Regions from separate parts of the Ovis aries genome. Here region 2 is linked to region 1. The links are chromatin contacts, called in public Hi-C maps. All regions are on one chromosome and are shown on one strand. Each heading gives the region's core, a stretch centred on a gene start, on an enhancer-like site or on the middle of the called end of the contact. The rest is flanking DNA. Distances are from core to core; before and after follow the strand shown.

Evidence for each region. A called contact is a pair of places that touch in the nucleus more often than the background predicts.
Region 2: a contact with region 1 is called in a Hi-C map of muscle, with 4 times the contacts expected there. The contact joins the promoter of TARS1 here to the promoter of BRIX1 in region 1. A contact is called at or near these places in 3 of 16 Hi-C or Micro-C datasets (blood, muscle and tail adipose tissue).

Annotation. Positions count from the first base shown.
Region 1 is chr16:39,397,867-39,405,116 of ARS-UI_Ramb_v3.0, reverse strand. BRIX1 (biogenesis of ribosomes BRX1) reads left to right here and starts at 4,292. Exons shown (of 10, transcript XM_004017057.5): 1 at 4,292-4,471; 2 at 6,607-6,718. The coding sequence starts at 4,313. It overlaps RAD1 (RAD1 checkpoint DNA exonuclease), which reads right to left and starts at 4,260. Exons shown (of 6, transcript XM_042233890.2): 1 at 4,185-4,260; 2 at 3,360-3,587; 3 at 1,986-2,094; 4 at 145-403. The coding sequence starts at 4,187.
Region 2 is chr16:40,486,265-40,493,514 of ARS-UI_Ramb_v3.0, reverse strand. It overlaps TARS1 (threonyl-tRNA synthetase 1), which reads left to right and starts at 2,497. Exons shown (of 18, transcript XM_060400549.1): 1 at 2,497-2,653; 2 at 6,649-6,729. The coding sequence starts at 2,597.

The DNA of each region.
Region 1 (7,250 bases), core at 3,043-5,542:
AAAAGTATGAAGTAAGAGTAGAAGCTCGCTGAAGTTCTGAAAATTCTTGTATCCCGGGTAACAAAAACTTTGCATCCTAAGCAAATGTGTAAGCAGGTAGATGGAGTAAACTACATTAACTAGGACTGCAGGGCTTTCAAGTACCTGAAATAAGGTTTATCTGGAGACATGGTGATCTGCAGGACGTCACTCGTCATATCCAACTCGGAGAATGCTTCACGGAGCCCCTCTGACTGCAGAATAATTTTATTAATGACATTGGTGCTGCAGAAATCAAAATCCAGAGTCTCTTCAGGCTCCTGAGTATTGATTTTGCACACTGTCACCACACCTCCTTCTTCTAGAAACAGCATCAGAGGGTAACCATAACCTTGGTAACACATCCGAAGTGCAGTAAAAGTCCCTGCAAAGCAAACAAATCACACTCTGGGCTTAGTTTTAGAGCTCTGGGCTCAGCTTCTCCTCAAATCATGCCTAAAACTCAAGAATATTATACCGTGTCCATTTCTAGCATATATATATGTATATCCTTATGAGAAAGGATCACATCTTCCCTGATGATAGTTGTGTGTAGACAATTCCAAAAATAGCTGCAAAAAAACTGGGAATAAAATACTCTTTGAAATTGTTTTCCAGGTTGCAAAAAAAAAAAAAAAAAACACTTCAGAGATAGCTAGGTGATTATATATAAATATACAACTTTAGGATGGAGAATCTATACAGTCTATATTGCATGTATTAATAATAACTGTTATAGGATAGACTATGCTATTCTTGAGGGTTCAATCTGTGTTAACAATGAATTGCTTTCATATTGTCTTATGATAACATCAATGTATTCCCTGTGATAAGGACCCTCTCAACGTTTTCTACTGGGAGATAGTCTTTATATTTTACCACATCTTAAGGTCTGCTGCTAAGTCACTTCAGTCGTGTCCGACTCTGTGTGACCCCACAGACAGCAGCACACCAGGCTCCGCCGTCCCTGGGATCCTCCAGGCAAGAACACTGGAGTGGGTTGCCATTTCCTTCTCCAATGCATGAAAGTGAAAAGTGAAAGTGAAGTCGCTCAGTCGTGTCTGACCCTCAGCGACCCCATTTACTGCAGCCTTCCAGGCTCCTCTGCCCATGGGATTTTCCAGGCAAGAGTACTGGAGTGGAGTGCCATTGCCTTCTCTGTCTTAAGGTCTAATTGGGAGAAAAAGGGTGATTAATGGAGGTTAGGGTTTTAGCTCTGCAAAACAATAAAGAGGAGAAGGAATATGACAGGACACTCGACTCCTCTTTCTTACTGGGTGGAGAACCACACTGAGGAATGGAAGAAGGCAGGTGCTTTTATGGAAAACCAGTTGGGGATCACTGCATTAGAAAATTATAATTTTAACCAATTCCAATAATAATGGAATTGTCAGTACAAAATTAAAACATATTTTCTAGAGGACCATAACTGATCCTTTCCTATGAAGTAAAAATCATCCTTCTGGGGTTTCCCTGTAGTTTTAACTATTTCTAAAAGTATATGACTATTTTAAAGAAAAGCATTTAGGAAAATAAACTTAATTTATAAATAGGGCTTAAAGAAAAAGGAGCAAATGTCAAACACAGTGAACTGGGAGTCAGGACAACTGGTATCTATTTTCTCTGCCACTAACTATAATTCTTGACAAATTAGGGAAAAGAAGCAATTAAAATATATTTCTCAATGTTAAACATATTTAAGACATGTTCAAAGTATTCTTTTGATTAGTTCAAATTTAAAATCCTAAAAGCTTTATAAATTAAAAGGTGAATGTAAATATAAGAACCATTAGCATCTACTAATATTATGAAAAATCAGAATACATGATTGTGGCAAATGAAAAACAAATTGGCAATTAATTTTTTAAACAAATGTTTATATTACTTATATTCTAATAATTTTCCTGTATTTTTCTGACCATCCAGAAATGCTTTTATGTTATTATAATGACAATAAAATAGTTCACCTGGCACAGGACTTGATCCAAAAATAGACAAACAGTCTAAAAGGACAGTTAAATTAATTCGAAAAGTAACAGACTCTTCTTGAACTCTAAACTCTTGAAATATTCCAGCCTATAAAAAAAAAGTAAATGTGAAAATGTATGTTAAAGAATGAAAATGCACATATACAATTCTAGAGCTCACTTTATGTTTTTAAAATAACAATATTGTGCTAAACCCATGAAAATAATTTCTGATTATCAAACACATCTTAAACTTTTTCAACTGAGATCCACTAGAATACTACTACTCAGTAGTTGAAGGTATAACTGATTTCAGTCTGATGCAAAACTTTATGAAAAGGTCCTTCATCTAGCTCCTTGGAGCTAAGCTATCTCCTACATGACTCTCCCTTGTCTCCTTTTTGTACCTATCAGTTGGGCTAAGGTCGTGTGGAAAAGAGCCAAACAAATTAGACAATGCATGAGTAATAACTGACTCTCAATTTCTTTTGAGGACAGGAACCATGTCTGATTAATCCCTCTATACCTGAGGTCATACTGTGCCCTTAGGTGTTCCAAAAAAATGCTAAATTAAATGTGAAATCCTATCTGAACCATACAACTATTACTTTGTAAGAACAAACAGATTATAACCAAGAAGAGGAAAAAATAATAATAGGGAAGTAGTGCAAAAGAGCATATACTACAGAAACAAATGTTGTGGGTTCTCATCCCAACTAAGCCACTCGCCAGCTATAGGACTGCTGACAAGTCACTTACATAGTATCTCAGTTTCCACAAATGTAAAATGGGAATAATAATAGAACCACCTCATAGGACTGTTGTGACTTTTTTTTAAAATTTATCAAAATACATTTATTAAAAGTATTCAAAGACCACTTCAAAGTTTAGCTGCCATCAGGACAGTTTTGGCACTCATGATGGACATTGTCATTTTCTACACAAAAGCACTCATTCTAGTACAGACACCAACTGACAGTTCAAACACAAATCGTTTCAGTTTTCGAGTTATGTGAGAAAAAGTGCTGATGATCTGTAGTTATAGGAACTTCAGTACCCTTGCTCATAGTAAACATATGTTACCTAGAACTAAAGAAACTACATCTAAACCACTGTTGTTGTGAGGATTAAAGTATTTAAACACATAAACATACAAAACACTCAGGAAAAGTGCCCACCTACAGTTTAATACATTTTAGACATTATTAACCATTATCTCTGTAAAACAGGATAGGAAAAGGATTTGTTATCAGGAGAGAAAAAGAATTCAAATAATGATATTTTGTGCTCCAACTTAAATGAGGACCCTTGGAATTCATTGAGCTGGGTGAAGAATGTCATATGTCACTGGATTAAAGGTGCCAACTTCCATACCTGAATAAAAGCATTTGCTTGTACACATTTTGCGTTTTCCACTGTAACCTTGATTCCATTTTTAGTAGCGAAACACGTGGCATGTTCTCGGAAATGAATAGCCTTCAAGATAGTGGAGAGGTTCCTGACGTTGTCAAGGCTGGCCACTAAGCAGTAATCATTCTCGTCTGGGATCCTCTGGGTTAGGAGGGGCATGGTCCACGGCGCATTCGGCCCCGAGGGATGCTCCTGATGAGATCGGACAATAAAACTCCCTGTACAGGCTGACGAGGCCCGCGATTTCAACCTGCGCTGAGCCGAGTGGAAGAAGCCTCGAAGAAGGGACTGAAACCCCACCTCTGCCACTTAACTATCTCTAACTTTGGGGGAAATTACCCTGTAAACTAGGGTTTCGTCGTCTTTAGTAAGGGGACAGTAACACGAAAAGTTACGAAGGACAGAAATACGCAACTAACACGGTCACTGGGGGTTAGTTTCGCCAAGCCAAACAGAGGCTCCGCTTCCTCAGTCAGAAAAGAGCTGTCCTTCGCCTCCAATCTTACTTCTAACAGGATATGCGCTAGGGGGGCGGGCTTGAGTCCTTGGAAGGTCCTCCAAGAGACCCAGACAACCAGCCACCACCACTCACCAGCCCACGACCCGCTTACAGACTTGTCTTGGGATCCCCAGGGCCGAAACCCTACCTTTGTGCAGCGCCCGGACGCAGCGCCTAAAAAACTGCGGAGGAAGTGGAGCGGCTCCCGCCACTCTATTCAGATATGCCGGCCACCTCGGCCACCGTCACCACAGAGATAGAAGAGGCCTAGAGAGCCGACCGGGCCGTACCATAAAGACGGAAAAGAGGCACCATAGAGCTGCAGGACTGTGGAGCTGGAGACCGGGACCATAGAGACAGGAAGGCGGAGCGACCGGCAGAGCCGGAAGGAAGGCCCAGAGTGAAGGCGCGGGGCAAGATGGCAGCGACCAAGAGGAAACGGCGTGGAGGCTTGGCGGTTCAGGCGAAAAAGCTGAAAAGAGACGCGAAAGATGGCAAGCTGCCGGCTAAGCCTAACGAAGTATCAGAGGAGGCGGCGGAAGAAGAGAAAGATCGTATCCCAGGCCCAGTTTGCAAGGTAAAGGAGGCTTTGCGGCCGCGGCTCCACGCGCTTTCGTTGTGGTACCTACCTGATTCCCGCTCGGGGGGTTTCAGAGATGCTGGGGGTGTTAAACGGGAGCTTCGTCTCGGTTCTCCCGGCGGGACCAGCTGCCGCGTTTACGTCTAACCCTAGTGCACGTGGCTGCATTCTTGGCAGGCTGCTGACTGAGCAACTTGACCGATTTCAAAGATGTTACCTGCCTCGCCGAGAAGCGACTTTCGGGGACTGTTACAGTGTTTGGTCTTCATTTCCTTCGTTTTTTGTTGTTGTCGGAGGAAGGAATTCTTCCTTAAACTTGCTTGTCTCCCTCGAGTATATATCCCTTCCAGTGATGGGATATCCAGAATATTCCCGTATTTTGAATGTTGAAGTTGGTTATGCGGTTCTTTAAAAAGCTACTGTCCTTTGGGACTATGCTTTAGACGTGATTTTTTAAATTTTACTTTTAATTGCTTTACAATGTCGTGTTGTACAGTTTTGTAATGTACAACAACGTGAATCAGCCAAAAGTACACATATAACCATTCTTTCTTGAACCTCATTCCCATTCCATCCCCAACTTGTTTGATTTGTAACTCTCAAGGGGTACGAAAAACTAGAGTAGATACTATGAGTTTTAGGTGTACTCGTCAAAGTTTTAATATGCCAAGCACTGTAAGAAGTTAAGTTTTCCGTGCTTCGGGATTGCGAGACCACTTTCTCCTAAAATGTTGGAGTTTAGAAGGAAACTAAGAACTGATACGTTCAAGTTGGTGGTTTTTATTCAGAAGAAGGTGAACACAAGTTGTTGAATCTTTCATTCATCTGAGAGCTCCTTAAGCTAGATAAAATACTGTGGAGACAGTTGGTCTGATTTAGTGATTTCCTTCTGTCCTCTCCTGCCACCTCCACCACAGCTTAGCATAGATCTGTATATACCGCGTAGTGAATGATGGGTAAATGTGGCAAGCACTGGGAAAGGAGTTAGCTTTGAGGAATGAAAGATTAGCTTGCATTCTAACCCTGATATTAATTAACGGGGACATTTTGAACTCTTCTCACTTGCAAATTAAGGAAGAAAATGTAGTTTACTTTTTGTGAAGAGTAAACTGGACTTCTTGTAGATTTTCTGTAAATGTTAGTATTTTCACTCTTCCCTTAAGGAACTAAAAAGAAATGTGATGGTATCTGTCATCTGAGTCATAATATGAAATTTTTTATTTAAGTGCAGGAGATAAACATTCCTTTAGAATAACCAGGTAAGGGATCATGAAGGATTCAGCCTTTGAATTGGATCCCAAGGTGAGGCCAAAATTTCGATGTTTAGAAATAAGAGGGAACAATATAAGTCCAGAGGGAGAGAAAAAAACTAATCAGAGGCGTTGAAGTGGATGAAGTGCTGGACTTGGGAAAAAAAAGCCAAATTGGCTAAAGTGTAGGTAGAAATATAAATGTACTTCAGAATCTAGTGTTAAGCTGTGTCATTTTGAACTTTGTTTAGAAAACCCTGGAAGATAAAGATGTGATTGGAGCAAGCAGGGGGTAGTCCACCTTGTCTATTGGAGGAGCTCTTGGTAGGGAGGACTAGCGTTTGAAGATCTGCAATTGTTATGAGATTATAAGAATCTGAACCTTGAAGGCAGTATCACTAAGAGAGGACTAAGAGTTGTTGGAAAGAGAAATTGACAGCATTTACTGGTACTTATGATATAAGGGCAAATGGAAGATTCAAAGCATGGGGGACTGAAATGATGGTGACATCATCAGAAAAATAGTAAGGATGTTTGCTAGATTTTAAGATTTGGTATCCTAAAGTTGAATTTGAGGTAAGTCAGATACTGGATTATTTGAGCTAGAAAGAGTTCCTTATCTTTCTGTAGAGTTAGTTGACAGTGAAAGCTGTGAGAGTGATTATGAGAACTGTCATAATCAGGAGGAGGAACTGGAGAAATTGAAGAAAAACGAAAGGAAGCCAAGGAGGTTTCTGGGTAGCAGCTGGGGTCAGTAAATGCTACTGAGATTGAATTAAAGGCTGAGGTCAGGATTGTTTGAGTTGCTACATGGAAGCATTTATTTTTAAACAAGATAGATTCACCATGAAGTGTTAAAATTCTCACACTTTTTTCCTTTAGGGAAAGTGGAAAAATAAGGAACGGATTCTCATCTTTTCTTCTAGAGGAATAAATTTCAGAACAAGACATTTAATGCAAGACTTGAGAATGTTGATGCCTCATTCTAAAGCAGGTGCTTTTATATCATATGTGTTAAAATTTCGTATTTGTAAACTTGCCTGTTTATATTTTCACTTCTAGTCACACTTTATTCGTTCAGCATGTCAGGTAAAGAACAACGACTTCTCAGAAGTTTTATCTGTTTATCTGCCAAGATTTTTCCAATTAATATTTTTTAGAAATTCTCTGCAAAAGTCATTAAGCATTGTCTTCTCTAAAACATTTTTTGAAAGTCCGGGAATGACTTCATTATAATGTTCTCAGAGGCCGTGAGCTGGTTTGTCCTTCTAAATGAATCGAGACTGCCATGTATTATTTTCTGCATTTAAAACAAAACAAAAAACAGTTCCTATTAAAAACTTAATGTTTATCAGGAGTATGATTTGAAGCACCTTTAAGTTGGGACTCAGTCTACTCCTAAATGCCAAGCTTTTTCTTTTATAATGGGATGTCTTACCAGCAAATGAAAAACATTTAGTAGTGGGATTTGGAACCATGACAGTGTTCTCATGCAGCTGTATTTTGTGCCTGTGTTGGGAGGTGCT
Region 2 (7,250 bases), core at 1,248-3,747, 1.1 Mb before region 1:
GCCAACAACTGTGTTTTGTTTTGTTTTGTTTTGTTTTGTTTTGTTTTGCAGCTGCTTCTACATTCCTGCACCAGAACCCTTCAGAAAAGCCTTCTGCTTTTTCTTTTTACCATTCTTAGGCCAAGACTGGTTCTGAGGTTAAATGAGAACAAGTTTCAGGGCAGTAAGAACACCCTGTAATTTTTAGCCAATCTTATTCTGCCTCTGGGGCTTCCCTGGTGGCTCAGAGGGTAAAGAATCTGCCTAAAACGCAGGAGACCCAGGTTCAATCCCTGGGTGGGGAAGATCCTGTGGAGATGGAAATGGCAACCCACTCCAGTATTTTTGCCTGGAAAATTCACTGGACAGACGCGCCTGGTGGGCAGCAGTCCATGGGGTCACAGTTAGACACTACTGAGGGACTAACACTGTTCTGCCTCTACTAAATTCAGTATCTTGATCTTCTTGGTCTCATTATTCTCATTTACAATTTAGGTATAAGTCAGGAAAACACTAATGAGCACAATTAAACTGTTTTGCCTTAGATGCAAAGACTAGATCCTGCTGATTCTCATTGTGATTTAAATATGGGAAGTCAGATTGATTTACTTAAGGCTATAAAATTGTGTCTAACTTCTGGAACTTCTTAAAGAGAATGTCCACCAAGTACTACCAATAACCTACTCTAATTATAGACCTTCTTCTCAATCTCATTAGTATAGAGGTTTGGGCTTCTTTCTTTCACAATCCAGATTAACAGGTAGTTTCTCAAGGAAGGATTGTCTCAACACTCATTAATTCCTTCAACATGTATTGAACATCAATTGTGTGCCAGGCTTTTATCTGCTAGATGCTGGCAAAAACACACAAGTTGTACTTTTGTGAAGTTTTCAAATTGAGAAAATAATTTTTTAATTGTAAAGCTGAAGTGGCTTCACAATTGCACTATAAAGAGCGCTACAGAAAGCTACCAGAATATGTAACAGGGAGACTTACTCCATCCCAGTAAGAGTGGTCAAGAAATTGTCCCCCAAAGAAAACGATTTAGGTTAAAAGTATGTGGGGCAGGCAGAGATGAGAATGAGTATAGCCCCAATAGGAAGACCCGAGAAATAATAATGTCACTAAGGTTGCAGTTCAGTGTACGGTGGGGAAGTGAAAAAGCTGGGCAGTCAGACGCCTTCAAAACCATGACTTTCTTTACACTGAAAACCACTTAAAGAAGAGTTTTAATCTAGAAGTTGCCATGATCATATTTGTATTTTTTTAAAAAGACTATTCTCCCTTGTCGGAGAAGGCAATGGCACCCCACTCCAGTACTCTTGCTTGGAAAATCCCATGGATGGAGGTAGGCTGCAATCCATGCGGTCGCTAAGAGTCGGACACGACTGACCGACTTCACTTTCACTTTCCACTTTCATGCATTGGAGAAGGAAATGGCAACCCCCTCCAGTGTTCTTGCCTTGAGAATCCCAGGGACGGGGGAGCCAGGTGGGCTACCATCTATGGGGTTGCACAGAGTCGGACACGACTGACTCGACTTAGCAGCAGCAGCATTCTCCCTTGTGGAAGGATAATAAAAGGAAATTCACTGAGAAATAAACTGCTGGCATGCGAAAAAACTGAACCCAAGAAATCGGGTTAGGAGGCTATTGATTGAACGTCGTGAAAGGATGACCCTGAAGGAAGTAAGCTGTCGAGGACTGATATTTAGAAAGTATAATCCATGAAACTCAGTGGAGTACATAAACTGTAAACAAGCTCATTATTATTCTGATTTCAAAACAGCGACTGTTTTAAATTGACTGATAAAATAAATGAAAATAAAGCCATTCGATTCCAAACACTGAGACCTCTGTGTGGGAGAATCCGCGGAGTCGGCGTGGTTATTTCCTTAAGTAAAGTTTCTTTGCATTTGCCTAGGCTCTGTGGAAATGCTCCCTGATGCAATACAGATGAGGTGGCGTGTAATAATAATGAATGTCCGAGGAAAGGCGCTTGTCCCCGGATCAACAAGGCTTAGGTCTTGGAAACTCTGGATTGCAAGGAGGGCCTCGCTCGGTTCACTGCCATAGACTTGAGAGCCGGGAAAAGTCAGCAGAACTCAGCAGTCACGCCAGGTCAGGTAGCGCCGAAGCAGCAGAGAAATCTGGCCTCTACCCTAGTGTCTGATCGCGGGCCAGGAACAGGCAACCCGAAATTTCCCGGAAGCTCAAACTTAGCGCGTCTTGCTCTCTACGGCGGCCGAAAGGGTCCTGGAGTAATAGGTGGAGTCAGCCCGGAAGAAGGCGCACGCGCATTGCGGACTTCTGGGCGCCGGAGATGACCCGCCAGGAGTGAGTGCAGGATCTGTAGTTTCCTATCCGCAGTTTCCTCTCCCGCCCAGCCGCGGCCTGATTTCCTAGAAGGGGGCCCTCCATTCCGCGTTGTCGATTAGCTGCCTGCTCTCCCATCAGGTTAGGAGGCGGAGTTTGGGCGCTTTCCGATTGCATCAGCTGTGGACCACGTGGCGCAAGCGCAGTGCTCCCAGGCGCCACTGACCGTTTCTGCTTGGGGACGGCTGTCCTTTCCTCCTGGCTGTCGATCTGGGATTTAGTTTTTTCTTGGTGGTTTGTGGATGTCCGAGGAGCAGGCCAGTAGCCCTTCAGCGAAAATGGGAGACGAGGAGAATCCGGTGAGTGGGCTGAGTGGAGCGCGGAGGCAGTGCTGGCGCTCTTGTATCCGTGTTGCCCAACGTGGGGAGAGGGAGGGGTGGAGGAACCCTGGGGCGGGGGTCGCGATAGAACTCCCGGACAAGTCAGGGTCCCCTTTAGAGAGGAATCGCAGATTCATAAAGCAGGGCAGGGCCTTGCAGATCATCTCTGGGTCCATCCTATTTTTTTAGATGAGGACGCTGAGTGTCTTGCTCAGAGCCACACAACTAATTAGAAGCCGAGACAGAATTAGAATCTAGAGCTTTGGGCTTCTAGACTAGCGTCTTTGGCTCCCTGTAGTCGGGAAGAATGTTGCGGAGCCTCATTTAATTGTGAAACCACGTACGGGTAAAAGACCCAGTTTAAGAAAGGGAAAACCAAGTCACCGATATCTGCCCAAGTGTATAATAAACGGTGGAGACCACCCCACCTGGCAAACTCTAGAGAAGTTACACACCCCCCTGCCCGATGCTGGAGGCTTGCCTTATCACATTGACAAACGTTCATCATTTGAACTTTTCTCATCATCTGAACTTTTCGCTTTAGTGGCATACTCTGCTTGGGAACATCTTCCCAATCCTGTTCAGTGGGCCAACTTTTGGGTTGAAAGTTCAGATCGCTTTTACGTAAATATATAGTATGTACACTTGCCCATCTTTGATCTGTTTTCGTTGGAAATAAAGAACGGCTGCCCCGTCACGTTTCCAGTTGTTACAGGAAAGGTGAAGTGGACCTCAGGGTTCCAGAGAGACCCATTTTAGTATCGTGGCTCTCCTGTTCACTGTGCTGTGCTTAGTCGCTCGCTCAGTCGTGTCCGACTTTTTGCGACCCTATGGACTGTAGCCCACTAGGTTCCTCTGTCCATGGATTTCTCCAGGCAAGAATACTGGAATGGGTTGCCTTGCCCTCCTCTAGGGGATCTTCCCAACCCAGAGATCGAACCCAGGGCTTCCGCATTGCGAACGGTTTCTTTACCCTCTCAGCCACAAGGGAAATCCTGTTTACTAGCTGTATGCAAATAGAAAGTTACTTACTGTTTTTGAGCCACTAGCCTCATTTGTCAAATGGAGAGGTGTTTTAGAATACAGAAAAAACTTGATGTTAGTTCTCTCCTTTATCATTGCTGATTTCATTTAGCAGTATCCATGTGACCAAAAACATTTAATCCGAAAAACAGAATTGTTTCCTTCTCTTTCCATTTTGAATTTTCAGATAGACCTGCAATTAATTTTGTATCCGTCTTTTTACCTGAATACTTGGCTAGTTATTAATAATATTAATGTTCACTATTATATTCTATTATTATATATTACTTATATGTAGTATATATTATATTATATATAATATATATTACATAATATTCACTATCATATTATAATTAATATAATATTAATCATATAGTGAAGGCATGCAGGTAATCTTAGAATCCTGTCAGTACTTTACTTGACTAGAATGGTCTTAAGGTGTATTCATTGTTCAATTGTCGTCCGTAGATGAACCTTAAAAGTTCATTAAGTCCTGAATCCCAGAGTAGGGGAAGTGTTAGCTCAGAAGGAAATTTGGAGTAATATTTTTACAATTTGTTTTGTGTTTTAAGTGATGCAAGTCCTAAGTTTTATGAAATTGAAAAGAACAATCAAAATGTCCACAAGTGATAAATGGAAAAATAATGAAATGTTATTTGATAGTAAAAAGGAGCGCAGTACTGATACATGTAATGTGGATGATCTTGAAATCGTATACTGGCTTAAAGAAGCCAGGCACAAATAACTTTATTGTATGATTCCATTTGTATTCCATGGCTATAGAAACAGAAATATTAGTTGTTGCCAAGTGCTGGGGAGATCAGGGAGGAGGGAATAACTGCTAATGTGTACAGGATTGCCTTTGGGGATAATGAAATTGATTGTGGTGATAGTTGGGCAACTATAAATACACTGAAAAACCATTGAATTATGCATTTTTTTATGTGGGTGCATTTTATGGTATCGGAATATATCTTGAACTGTTTTTAAAAAGTTCAAAGGTCAAAAACATTTACAAAACTAAAGTATTGTGCCCCGCCCCCACCCCCAGTTCTGCCCTAACACGCCTTCACTGCTGGAGATCACTTCCTCCCTTAGAGTTGACCACGGTCAGCTTCTGGGTGGGTGTCTTTCCTTCCTACCACTTACAGGTTTTCCGAACCTAGAAAAATTATCTAACTTTTTCTAATTTAACCATGTATAAAATGGGAATAATGATAGCCATCTCACAGTATTTCTGTGAGAATCCAAGGTGATTGTGGAGGAACTCTGTAGATGGTAAAACTTTTATGTGGTGAAATTGGCCTGAGGATGTTTCTCTCTGAGGGAGGTAAGTCATTTATTTCTACGATGATACTCTTTGTACTAGTGTAGTACTGTTAGCTGCTGCTGTTAAGTCGCTTCAGTCGTGTCCGACTCTATGCGACCCCATAGATAGCAGCCCACCAGGCTCCCGCGTCCCTGGGATTCTTTAGGCAAGAACACGGGAGTGGTTTGCCATTTCCTTCTCCAATGCATGAAAGTGAAAAATGAAAGTGAAGTCGCTCAGTTGTGTCCAACTGTTAGTTGCTAGTCATGTCCAACTCTTTACAGTAACATGGATTGTATAGCCCACCAGGCTCCTCTGTCCATGGGACTCTCCAGGCAATAACACTAGAGTGGATAGCCATTCTCTGTAGTATCCCTTAATGTGGTTCGGTATTTCTCAACCTCAGTGCTCTTGACACTACAGACTGGATAATTCTTTGTGGTGGGAAGCTGTCCTGTGCCTTGTTGGATGCTTAGCACTATCCTTGACCTCTACCCAGTCTATGCCAATTGTACTCCCCAGTTGTGACAAGCAAAAAGGTTTCCAGACATCGCCAAATGTTCACTGAACAGGGCACTGCTTCTGGGTGAGAACCATTGCTTAAGACTAGTTCTTGCCGTTGGTGTCTTCTTGCACAAGACTTACTACTTTAAAACTTTCTTGTGACTTCCTGGCATTGAACTGAATTCTAAGAAGTCCACAGAGGACACCACCCTTACGGCAGAAACTGAAGAGGAACTAAAAGCCTCTTGATAAAAGTGAAAGAAGAAGGTGAAAAGTTGGCTTAAAGCTCAACTTCAGGAAACTAAGATCATGGCAGCTGGTCCCATCACTTCATGGCAAATAGATGGGGAAACAGTGGAAACAGTGTCAGACTTTATTTTGGGGGCTTCCAAAATCACTGCAGATGGTGACTGCAGCCATGAAATTAAAAGACGTGTACTCCTTGAAAGAAAAGTCATGACCAACCTAGATAGCATATTTAAAAGCAGAGACATTACTTTGCCAACAAAGGTCCATCTAGTCAAGGCTATGGTTTTTCCAGTGGTCATGTATGGATGTGAGAGTTGGACTGTGAAGAAAGCTAAGCACCGAAGAATTGATGCTTTTGAACTGTGGTGTTGGAGAAAACTCTTGAGGGTCCCTTGGACTGCAAGGAAGTCCAGCCAGTCCATCCTAAAGAAGATCAGTCCTGGGTGCTCATTGGAAGGACTGATGCTAAAGCTGAAACTCTAGTACTTTGGCCACCTCATGCGAAGAGTTGATTCATTGGAAAGGACCCTGTTGCTGGGAGGGATTGGGGGCAGGAGGAGAAGGGGACAACAGAGGATTAGATGGCTGGATGGCATCACCAACTCGATGGACATGAGTTTGAGTGATAGGAGTTGGTGATGGACAGGGAGGCCTGGTGTGCTGCGATTCATGGGGTTGCAGAGAGTCGGACACGACTGAGTGACTGAACTGAACTGAACTGAACTTCTCTTTGACAGTGGTGAAATTTCCTCCTCTTTCAAAATCAGATTTCTGCTTTTTAAAAAAACAGATGCTAAAATAACATCCTCAAAACTTTCCTAGGGGCAGCTTGGATGGCTGTCAAATTAGATTAAAATAAAGAGCCTTCATGTCTTTTTTGCTTCTTTAGGTAGGTGCTGGTGAAGAGAAACAAAAGGAAGGAAGCAAGAAGAAGAATAAAGAAGGATCAGGGGATGGGGGTCGAGCAGAGGTAAATGTTTTCAGGGCACTCTCATCAGAGATTGACGGGGCAGGGAGCTGTCTTAGACTCGTCCTGTGTGAGAGTCTTTTGGTTTTCATGGGATTTTAAGATAGCACAAGATGGAAAAGCAGGGAGAAGAGCCAGGAAAGTCTAAGAGGGAAAGAAAGACTGGCGGTTACTTGTTATTGAAAAAGAAAAACAGCTGAAGTATGATTGTAAGATAATCTGTGGGATTAGATATGAAAAACAGAACAAACATTGCTAAAAAGAGGACTGTGATAATTACTCAGTTGCCAGATTGGGTGCTAGCCCTCTGACCATTTTATTCAATGAGACATTGAGAGACTTTGGTGTTTGAGCTTATACTGAGTACAAGGGAAACCAAAGAAAGCCCCATTCCTTCATCCCATTCACACTGTGTCCACCTGGACCTGCCACTGGGGACTGGTTTTAAGCCAGGGCAAATCTCCTGGAGGCCTCACAAGTGTAGTGAAAACGCTTTCAGTTCACCAGGCAGACGCTGGAAGGAA